2 separate regions of the Anas platyrhynchos genome follow, and region 2 is linked to region 1. Evidence: chromatin contacts called from public Hi-C data. All regions are on one chromosome and are shown on one strand. The core of a region is the stretch at or near the end of the contact, and the rest is flanking DNA. Distances in the headings are between cores, read along the strand shown. Region 1 overlaps RALGPS1 (Ral GEF with PH domain and SH3 binding motif 1). Region 2 holds the start of GARNL3 (GTPase activating Rap/RanGAP domain like 3).

What was found. A called contact is a pair of places that touch in the nucleus more often than the background predicts.
Region 2: a contact with region 1 is called in a Hi-C map of liver, with 1.9 times the contacts expected there. The contact joins the promoter of GARNL3 here to the enhancer-like site in region 1. A contact is called at or near these places in 2 of 8 Hi-C or Micro-C datasets (liver and subcutaneous adipose tissue).

Annotation. Positions count from the first base shown.
Region 1 is chr18:14,389,214-14,394,202 of IASCAAS_PekinDuck_T2T, reverse strand. It overlaps RALGPS1 (Ral GEF with PH domain and SH3 binding motif 1), which reads right to left. Exons shown (of 22, transcript XM_072025506.1): 14 at 1,205-1,331; 15 at 188-339. Among named protein-coding and RNA genes, the nearest start is that of ANGPTL2, 43 kb to the right of the region's middle. Within about 2 kb of position 2,437, at least 1 of the 8 cell types and tissues checked has an H3K27ac peak or open chromatin away from gene starts, as enhancers often do. A contact at or near this core is called in subcutaneous adipose tissue, where this site is marked.
Region 2 is chr18:14,505,700-14,510,688 of IASCAAS_PekinDuck_T2T, reverse strand. GARNL3 (GTPase activating Rap/RanGAP domain like 3) reads left to right here and starts at 2,821. Exons shown (of 29, transcript XM_072025502.1): 1 at 2,821-3,139. The coding sequence starts at 3,084.

The sequences.
Region 1 (4,989 bases), core at 1,188-3,687:
CTGGAAAGTTGAGATAAAGTTGACTAAATATCTGAGCAGTAGCTCTGATTTAATTTCTCCTATAAAAGGGATCAATTTTTGCCCAGGAGCTAATAACCTTCATGATTTCCTGCTTTTGGGGATCTCTCAGAGTTTCCAGAGAACTGGGACCCAAAAAAAGGTATATCAATTCCCCCCCAGACTCTACCTATTGAAATGCCATTGGTGAAAACTGAGTTCAGTGCGTGGCTGCGGGCTGGGCTGTGCGACTCCAGGACACTGTCATCCAGAAGGTGGCGTGGCTTCTCCGTCGGGAAGGTGGCACTTTTGCTCTCCACTATGCTGAATTGACACATCATGCTGGAAAAATATAGAGAGGAAAATGCAAGAATCTTCTTATGCTATCTGATAACAACCCTGTCTGATTTTTCTGCTTAGACTTTGCTTTATCATACAATGATCATAAATATCTATGGGTTATTAAGTAGCAAGCAGATAAATGGTACTGCTCGTTTTCACGCTGCTTCTATATATGCTCCTTGACTACCTGAACAAGTTTCAAATTTTAGCAGCCTTTTTAAGTAACAATGATTACTTCTCTGCAAATGGGAAACTATGTAAGTTTTTTATTCCTCTCTGTACAGTATGTGAACATCACGGGTAGATGCAAAGGTAGAAGAAACAAGCAGGCTCCATCTAAGGCACTTCTCAGTGATCATACACTAAGCTGAACTAACACATCAATTATGCGAACTACTTTTTTATTAACCCATTAAATGTGAAATTTGGTATATGCTACCCTTAACTGGGGAGCTCTTACTTAGCTGTTAAGCGGTACAGAGAAAAATGTTTCTAACCTATAGAACAGTCCAAAAGGTCACAACTTTCCTGAATGATAATGAGTGCCAAGAAGCCAGTATGTTTCCTTAGATTTATTAGTCAAGATGTTAATAAATAAATAAACAAATAAAATACGGTTCTGCAAACCAGGTGTCCACAGGCCAAAGTAGCTATACAACTTTGGGGTACTGACAATTTCTAGCACTAGTAGAGAACAGTGTAAACAAAGCATAAAGAGAAAACCTACAAAATAGACATTAAAGCCTGAAACTCTCCTGCAATACAGGAAAGGGAGGAGGCAAAAGCAAAGAGCGTTCTGCTGCCAGATTAAACCTTTGTGATGTGCAAAATTGCCTGATGGTGAGACAGCCTGGTGTACACCCACTTGTTTCCCAGGCTGTGACTCTTCCTGTGCCTTGGTACTGGAGGTGTAGGAAGACTTGCTGCTACTGAGGCATCAGGACATGTTGGTCTCCTGCTGAATTTCATAATTGCTGACACTTCAGATGGACCTAAAAGACACACATAATTTAACGTTGAAGTGATGCAAAACCCATAAATGTCATGGGCTTGTGTGTTTAGCTGCTGATTAAAATTAATTGCTACAGATATACTGAACACACCATTTCTGAGTAAGTATTTCTTCCACGTTGGGGTTATAGCATCCATTTCTACTATGAATTCATCTCTATATACTTGAACTGCCTGGAAGCAATTTTTAAAACAGCTTTGCACATACTTTCAACAATAAACTCCTACAAAAAAATCTTGGCACCCTTAAAAAAGCTGGATGTGCTGAAGTGTAACATGCAGAACCATACAGTCCGTTTGTACCTCGGGTGTGAGCAGGGAGTGTTTTACTCACAACTCTATGTTGTTAATAAATTGTAAACAATCTGCTTATACTGACTCACTGTTTAAGCATGTAAGAGAAAGCAGAGGCTTTTCACGTATCTATGTCCAGACAGATGTATTATTTCTCACTCATCTATGAGCTTTAGCAATGTCTCATTGCAATTATTCTTCCTCTCATTTAACACATTTTATGAGGCCCCATGGAAAATGTGGACAAGATATTCTTGTTCCAGTTCCTTGATGCAGTTTGCAAAAGATCAGCAACGAACTCTGCAATACAGCAGTGAACAACAAGTCCTATCATCATACTCAGTGAATGCAAGGCTATTCTTGGCTTCACAATAAACAGTTAAGATTTCACTGATAAATATTTGGTTGTGATGTTGCTACTCATGACAGAAGTGGGAATGGCGGTCATGAAAGTGGCTGTCTGCCCCGCACCTGCTTATTTCCAGCCTTCATACAGATTAGGTAGCAGCAAAACAGATCCAAAAAAAAAACAACCAACCAAACAAACAAACAAACAAAAAAGCCTCACAACAAGAAGAAATAGGAAACTTTCTAGCAGCCAAGAGAAGAAATTAAGTTCATTAGAAGAATTTTCAGTAACACCGTTCATCAGATCATCCTTTAGTGGGAGGAGAAAAGAAGAAAAAGAGAAAACACACTAAACCCTGTTTTCTGCCTTCTTCCTGTACACCATCATATATAGGAGGGGATTTTTGCCTGCTTGGCTTTGCTACCATTTGTTTATCACAACTGAGAATTTGTGAAACATGACACTAGTAGCATGAGTCACTGGCATGTGGCTTCAGACTATGTCTTATGTTTAAAGGTCACATGCAATTCTAAAAAAATGCACTTTTAATCATTTCTTGATCCAGAGATTCAACCAGAACCATATGCCTGGGAGGTCAGAAGAAAAAGGCTGAGTACAATGTTCTGCTACATTTTCAATTAAGATGTTGCATTTCTATGAAAACGTTAGAAGCTTTTTCCCCAAGATGAAGAAGGTTCACTCTCCTCTTCTGCCATGGAGGCTGAGCACCAGTTAGAGTATAAACAGAAAGTGTGATGCCCCTTAATGTGGCTACAGGATTGTTTCAGTTTTCTATGGCTACCTGTTGTGTTGTTCAGTTCTTTCTCTCTGGTGCTATTGCCAGTTCTAAATCATGATTTACATTAAATCCTTTTAAGTGGATGACATTACAGTTCACTGAGAGCTACTGAAACAATGTTTAATAAATTGTTGAAACTACAGCCTGTTAAAGAATAGCAATCTCAAAGCACAGCCTTAAATGAGTACTAGTATATTGCAGTGCTTTTTCACACAGCCACTATGCCATAGAAAATTTAACAAAGTTATTTAGATGTAATACATAACAGTTTAAAGGATTAAGTTTCTTACCACGGAAAGTCACTAAACTCAAAGCAGTAAGACTGTTCAATTAGTTTGATTCTAAGACAATGTTCATTGACACAAAGCAAGGAGACTACATCAAAACATCTATCTAGAGAAAAAAACAGCAATATAGCAAGCTTTGTGCTGACACAATCAAGCCATAACAAAATCAAAGAAAGTTGGCTTTATCTCCAGGTAGTATATAGGTTCAAACATTATCTGTAACAAAAGCCTCTAAATAAAAAATAGAGATGATGTCTATCAACAATAATAGATCTTTGAGAATCTACAGTGCACTTTAGTTTAGGAAATGAAATCCCCACTTCAGAAGCATGGGGTAAAATTTACACTATGAATATAACAGAAACAAAAATATTTGCAATCATTATAAGTTAATTATAGCAAGAGCTTTTATTACCTGGACAGAGAAAAGAAAAAGTTTGTTAAAAAGAAGTGAAACAAATGATGTAATATGACTAAGAGGACTGTGCATCTCATACTGAGGACTGATATAAAACCTGTTGTATCAGACTTCAGTACAGGTTAAAATACTGCCCGAGTAAGTTGAGGTGTCCCAGTGGTGACAGAATTTGTTGGAATAGGTGTAGGAGCCTTACAATTTAAGCCAACAGTTCCAACCTGGCTTCCTTACCATTAGACATTACAATTGCTTTGATCAGTCCTGTGAAAGGAGATAATGGACTTATTCTAATTCCTAGTTAGGTGTCTTCAGGGAAGATCCCAATGAAAACAGAATGTTTTGTGGGAGAAGGTGAAGACAAGTATCAGATATGCCGATGATACTCTCTGGAGTGACCATTTTCTACATAGTTCTGTATCTTCTTCATCTCCAAGGCAAGAGAAGAAAATATATACAGTTTGTCTCTGTTAACTCTGGGTTAAGACAAAAAGAATCTGAGCCTATAAACCTTTATGAAGTCTTTACATCTGCTTGGCTGTCAAATGTCTATGCAGAAGAACTGAGAAGTTCAGAACTCTCGTTAGACTGGAACACTGCTGCAGGGTACAGTCAATTCAGTAAGAAGACAAGGGGCGCAGAGGGTGTCAGCATGAGTTATGGAGCACAGGGGAGATGACCTCGTTTCTGTAAAGGGGTAAAATATAAGAAAGCCTGTGCCAAGAAGTATGCCAAGGAGGGTAAGTGGTGAGATGCTGATGAAACCTGCACAGACCAAGGGACGTTTATGGTCATACCAGACTGCTGAGCAATTAGCTGGGGGACAATGCCTGAGACTGCTGATAACAAAACTCCAAAACTTAAATTCATTTGAGAATGAGTTATTTTGCCCTTCCCCCCCCCCCCCCCTTCTCTTTTTTTTTTTTTTCCCTCCAACAACTGAAGTCATCTGCTACTACTAACTCTCTTAACTCTCCTGGCTCCACTCCTAGTGCATACTGTTACCATGATTGCTATTCTGTTTTTTTTTGCCTTTCATGGAGACAAAGCACTCTTAGTAGGATTTTCCAGTCAGCTGGCAGTAACAAGGGTTAGTTTGGTTTTCATTATTTCTCAACATCATTTTCAAGTCTATGCTGACATGTAGAAAAAATAACGTATAAAAATATTAAAACGTTATTAAAAATTGTTTGCAGTAGGGAATGTAAGACAACTTCATCAGAATGAACTGAGTACTGTTTAGCGGTCTGTGGCAAGAACATTTGGAAAAGTTTACACATGTCCCAAAGGATCTCACTGGTTTTTTTCCTTTGCATAATTTTTCCATGAATAATCCTTCGAATGTTATAAATGAATGTTACTTTTGCAATCCTTCAGTAGAACATGTGAACATTTACAGTCTCCAGAGCTTTTAAATAAAGCAACAGGGTGAAGAAGTAATGGTTCACAATTTTTATTTGCTAAGTCTATCAATAAACCAATACTAGGCATCCAA
Region 2 (4,989 bases), core at 1,572-4,071, 120 kb before region 1:
GGTAAATCACAACTGTGTCAAAGTACAAATTAAGTGGTAGGTTCTTTCTGTTTCATTACTTCCACAGAAGTAGGTTCTTCTGAAGGAGTGAGAGAAATGAAGCTTCACTTACGGCACGCTTCTAAAGCAATTTTGAGAACAAGCAATCATAGAGAACAAATATTGTGGTTTAGTACAAAATTCTGAGGAGTAATAGTTTGTTGTTGTTGTTTTTCTCCAGTAAATTTTTTTGCTTCTCTAACATGGAAGATCCCTTGAAGCTGTTTTACTTGGTATGCCTATTCTTGTCTGTTAGGGTGTTTGTCAGTATACAAGCAGTCAGTCTTAAGTTTCCTGTTTTACTAGGTGAAAATTACTTTTGGCTGGTATGTGGAATATATTAATTTAGGTTTGCAATAAATCTGTTTGTGGTAAATGGTTGGATTTGTGTTCTGACATTTAAGTTATGATGTAATGGACTCTATACATATAGTCTGCAAACAAGTGAATTATTCTTTACAGTGTTTAACAATACAAGACTAATATCAATTATTTCAATTGATTTCCAAAACTGGAAGATCTTTTCAATACATGGGAGGTAATCCTTTATTAAAAAAAGCAATTTTTACAGTTAACTAGTATAAAGACTTGTTTGCAATACTTAACCAGTTATCTTGTAGTTTCTTGCCTGTAGACATACGTTTTAGAATCACTTTAAAAAAAAAAAAAAAGTTGGAGTTAGTAAGGTGCAGATTTTTGTCTCCTGTTAGCTTTGAAGATTTGTCAGGGTGCTGCTGTCATGTTCATACTTTTAATATTGAGTAAAATCCCGATAATATAGATAGTGAGGGGAGATTACTCTCCAAATTATTAAATGTTACTGATTTAAATTTGATAGCATGTCATGATTCTTTCAGATAGACATAATGCTATAATTACATGTATGAGGAAAAAAGTGTGCAGGAGAAAGCAAGAAGAGGTGTTACTCCAAGAGTACTCCATGCATGGAATTCTTGCTCTGTTTTAGCATTAGAGATCAAAACAAAGAAAATAAAAAGTATATAAGTATATTTAAACTTTATTCACTGAGCATCATGTTCCAGACTTAGATGCAGCCATCAATTGCCTGCAGTTTGCCCTTTCTACATTGACTTCCAGAGGTTGAAAACTACCTTGGGACAGATACATGCTTCTCTAGTAATACCAACCAGTTTCATGTGAGGAGATGGATGAGTGGATGCAATTTTATTTATTTATTTATTTATTGACCTGAGGAGCCACCTGCCAAACTGAGCAGCTGCTGGACATGTAACTTGTAGGTGGTCCTACAGAATAAAGGTAAGCTGGGTTCCAATTGCATTTTATCACTTTATTCATGCTTGCAGTTTGCTTGTGTTAATCTACCGTTAAACTCATAGTCCAACTGTGTTCCATTAATTCCTTGGATAACAAGAGTCTCTCTACCTTTTCTGGAAGGCTTTCTCCCCCTTCTTCCCCCTTTTATTGAGCAGCTGGTAGTGTGACTCCTTATAAGCACACATCAGCAGAATTAATAGTGAGGTGTAATGCTGTGACATAGAAGGAAGAGTAAGTTACTGATAGAGGATGCAGACTTACTTAGACATAGCTTGTATTATGAAGCTATCCTCAGGTGTCAAAATGTTGTAAACTTTGCTTATAGAAGATCCAAATTAATTTTCTGGTGGCTGACAGAGTAAGCAGAGAGACACAGAATGATATGAATTCTGGAAATGGAACTCTTAGCACTAGGGTAGCTTTTCATTAAAATCAAACCACAAAGTTTTAGTATGTTACCTGAAGTTGCAATTTCATGGTAATGGTTGTAAAGAAAGCTAAGACACACAATTACATCGTGCAATAATTCATTACAGTTTACTACCTGGATGGTTGTGGTATTTCATAATACACAGTAGTGCACTTAAGTTTATTACAAAACATGCAAGCCATTGAAATTATTGAAGGAGTTGGTGTAAACAGAGTACAGCCATGCAAGTTATACATGTAATTACTTGAGATGCAAGTTGTTACTCTAGCAAAGAACTGTTTCATCTTTAGTCATAATGGTTGATCTTAATACTGGTTTCAACTCCTACTGCAAAGTTGTAAAATAAGTCTTCACATGGTCAAAGTACTTTATGTCATGCTGTCGTGCTGAGATTCGTGATGTGAAGGTGATAAGCATTGACTATGTTTACCTCTTGGAAAGGTAGAGAACAATAGCATATACATGTATCTACATTAAAGGAGAAAGCAGGGCTTCACGCACTTGAAAGTGTTTCCCATTTGGTTTGTGTTAGACTCTTAAAGGCGTGCAGGGCTTGTTGAAGGCTCGATTGGAATGAAGTGGTCTGGTGTCCGCTAGCAAACCAAAGATTCTGTCCATGTGCTGTCTGAATTTTCAACTTTGTGAATGAAGTAATACTTGATAGAGCTGCCATTCTGTCCCCTGGTCAGGTTTCGCCCTGCTGGCTGGTTGTGTTTGCACATGACAGAATAGTCTTGTAAGATGACTGCACTTCTGAAGCTTTCGAGCTGTAGCCAGCCAGGTTGAGAAGACCTTTTTATGTGCCTTTACTGATATAACAGTAGCCAGATTAAGTCTGGCTTCTAGGATGCAGCAGAAACCAGAAGCGGACAGTGAGCTGGCAAGACTATTGCTGTGCGGAATGGTTTCCTCGGTGTTTTGCTCCTATTAAATAGCAACCAGCTCTGAGAAAACGGCTCTACAGGAGCCTGCTTCTCTACGTCCCGCGTTTACCAGGACAGAGTTCGCGCGGGATGCTGCCGCGAGCCCGGCCCCTCTCCGTGGAGGGGGCGCGGGAGGTCCTTGACTATGGAGGAGCCCGACGACCCGCAGGGCCCGTTTGTTCTCCTCTCGTAGCCAGCTCCCGGCTGCGGCGGACGGGCCGCTCGCTCGTGGGACTACAGCTCCCGGCGTGCCTCGCGGCGGCGCGGCACCTCAGCGGCTGGCGCGCCGTGCCTGTGCGCCAGGGCAGCGGGATGTGTGAGGGGAGCTCTCGTCGTTTCTCCCGAGCGGGACGGAACCGCGGAAGCGACGCGGGAGCGGTGAGGCCTCCGCACGCATGGAACTGAGAAGCGCAGAGGCGGTCTCCAGTCGGCTCCTCGGCCTCTCTCAGCGGTACCGGAGCCAGGGAGGCGGGGGACGATGTCGGGTGGGGCGCGGCGCGGGCCCGCGCTCACGGTGGCGGTCGGACGGTGCCGGAATTGCACCGGCTGGGACCCTGCGTGTGGGGGCCGGAGGGGCGGTGCAGGGCCGGCCCCCGCGCAGCGGAGCGGTGTGAGTCCCGGAGCTGCGGCCGCCTCCCGCAGGGGCTGTCGCCGCTGGCGTGAGCGGGGCCAGATGTGCTGTCCTCGGGGTGGATTTCTCAGCCTGTTCAAGCGTCATGCTCGTGCAGGCAGGTATCACTGAGAAAGCAATGTCCGATTACTCGTCTGCTTAGCATGTTTGTACCCGTGCCCACCTGTTCAATGAAAATAGATTAACAGCTACGATGTGTCAAAGGGCTGACAAGTAATGATCTAGATGGTATGGAGACAGGAGAGCTGAAGAGACATGTAGGCCTTGTAATCAAACAGGTGCAGTGTGCAAGCTCACCCCTTTCTGCCACTATTCTCCCCCCACCTCTCCCTCGTGAATTACTTTAAAGTGTCAAAGTCCTAAACCACAAAACTTTTGACGTGACACTAGGATACTGAAATTACGTGCTTAAGTGTAGATTATCTGATATGTGGAAACTTGCTTTGCCATTTGACTTTCAGGACCGTTGAAGTTTGTAAGACCCTGTGTTCCCAAACAAATGGGTGAGGGAAGTGGAATATATCCTGCTAGTGTACAAATGGGTTTAAACTGCTTTGTTTGTTTGTTTTCCATTGGAATAAGGGCTTGTCTGTATTAAAACACTTTACAATAAAAGTAAATTCTAACTTATTAAATCAAACAGATATGAGCCACTGGTAAACTAACATTAGCATTTCAGTGCTGGCAATTCACCTTAATACCATGAAAACTATTTTTAAAATTGTTATAACTGGACCAACAGTGTTTTTCTAGTGTAGGTCAGGTCAGGACTGAGGAAGAATGCAATGCAGTGAAGAAAATTAAAAAGAAAAGCTTTTATGTATAATTCTGATTTCAAAAGGACTGATAGTGTGTGGAAGTTAGGTATATTTGGGGTATTTTGATTCAGGATGCAGAAGGACAAAACTATTAATACTAAAACACTATTGGAAACTGTCACTGACTTGTGCACTTATGTATGTAGTGGTGAGCATGGGGAGTTCTTTTTTATTTCTGTTTTGATCCTATTCTGTCTGGAAGTTGTTTGGAAAAGAAAAATTGGTCTTGTTTGTATGGGTTGTTAAAGAACTTACTTGCCATTCGGAGAACAAGTATGTTGAGCAAACTGTTACTACAGTAACGGATCTGTTTAACATTTTTAGCAATGGTCTAGATGCAGCAGTTGAATGCATACTTAGCAAGTTTGCTGACAATACCAAACTGGGAGATGCTGTTGACTCTGGAAGGGTGAAAAGTAGAGAGATCTAGGTAGATCGGAGCAATGACATGAAATTCAACAAAGGTGAAAGCTAGATGCTGCACCAGGAATAGAGTAATGCTGATGAGAAGTACAGAATGGGAGATCAGTGGCTGGAGAGCAGCTCAGCAGAAAGAGATCTGGGGGTGCTGGTCAACAGCAGGTTTAATATGAGTCAGCAGTGTGCCCTGGCAGCCAAGAGGCACACTGCATTTCAGGATGCATTAAACACAGCATAGCCTGCTGGTCAAAAGAAGTGATTCTCCCACTGTATTTAGCATTGGTGTGACTTTATCTTGAACATCATGTGCAGTTCTGGGCTCCACAATATAAAAAGAATATTAAGATACTTGAATGCATCAAGAGGAGGGCAACAAAGATAGTAAAAGGGCTGGAAGGCAGGTCCTGTGAGGAGAGGCTGCGGATACTTGAT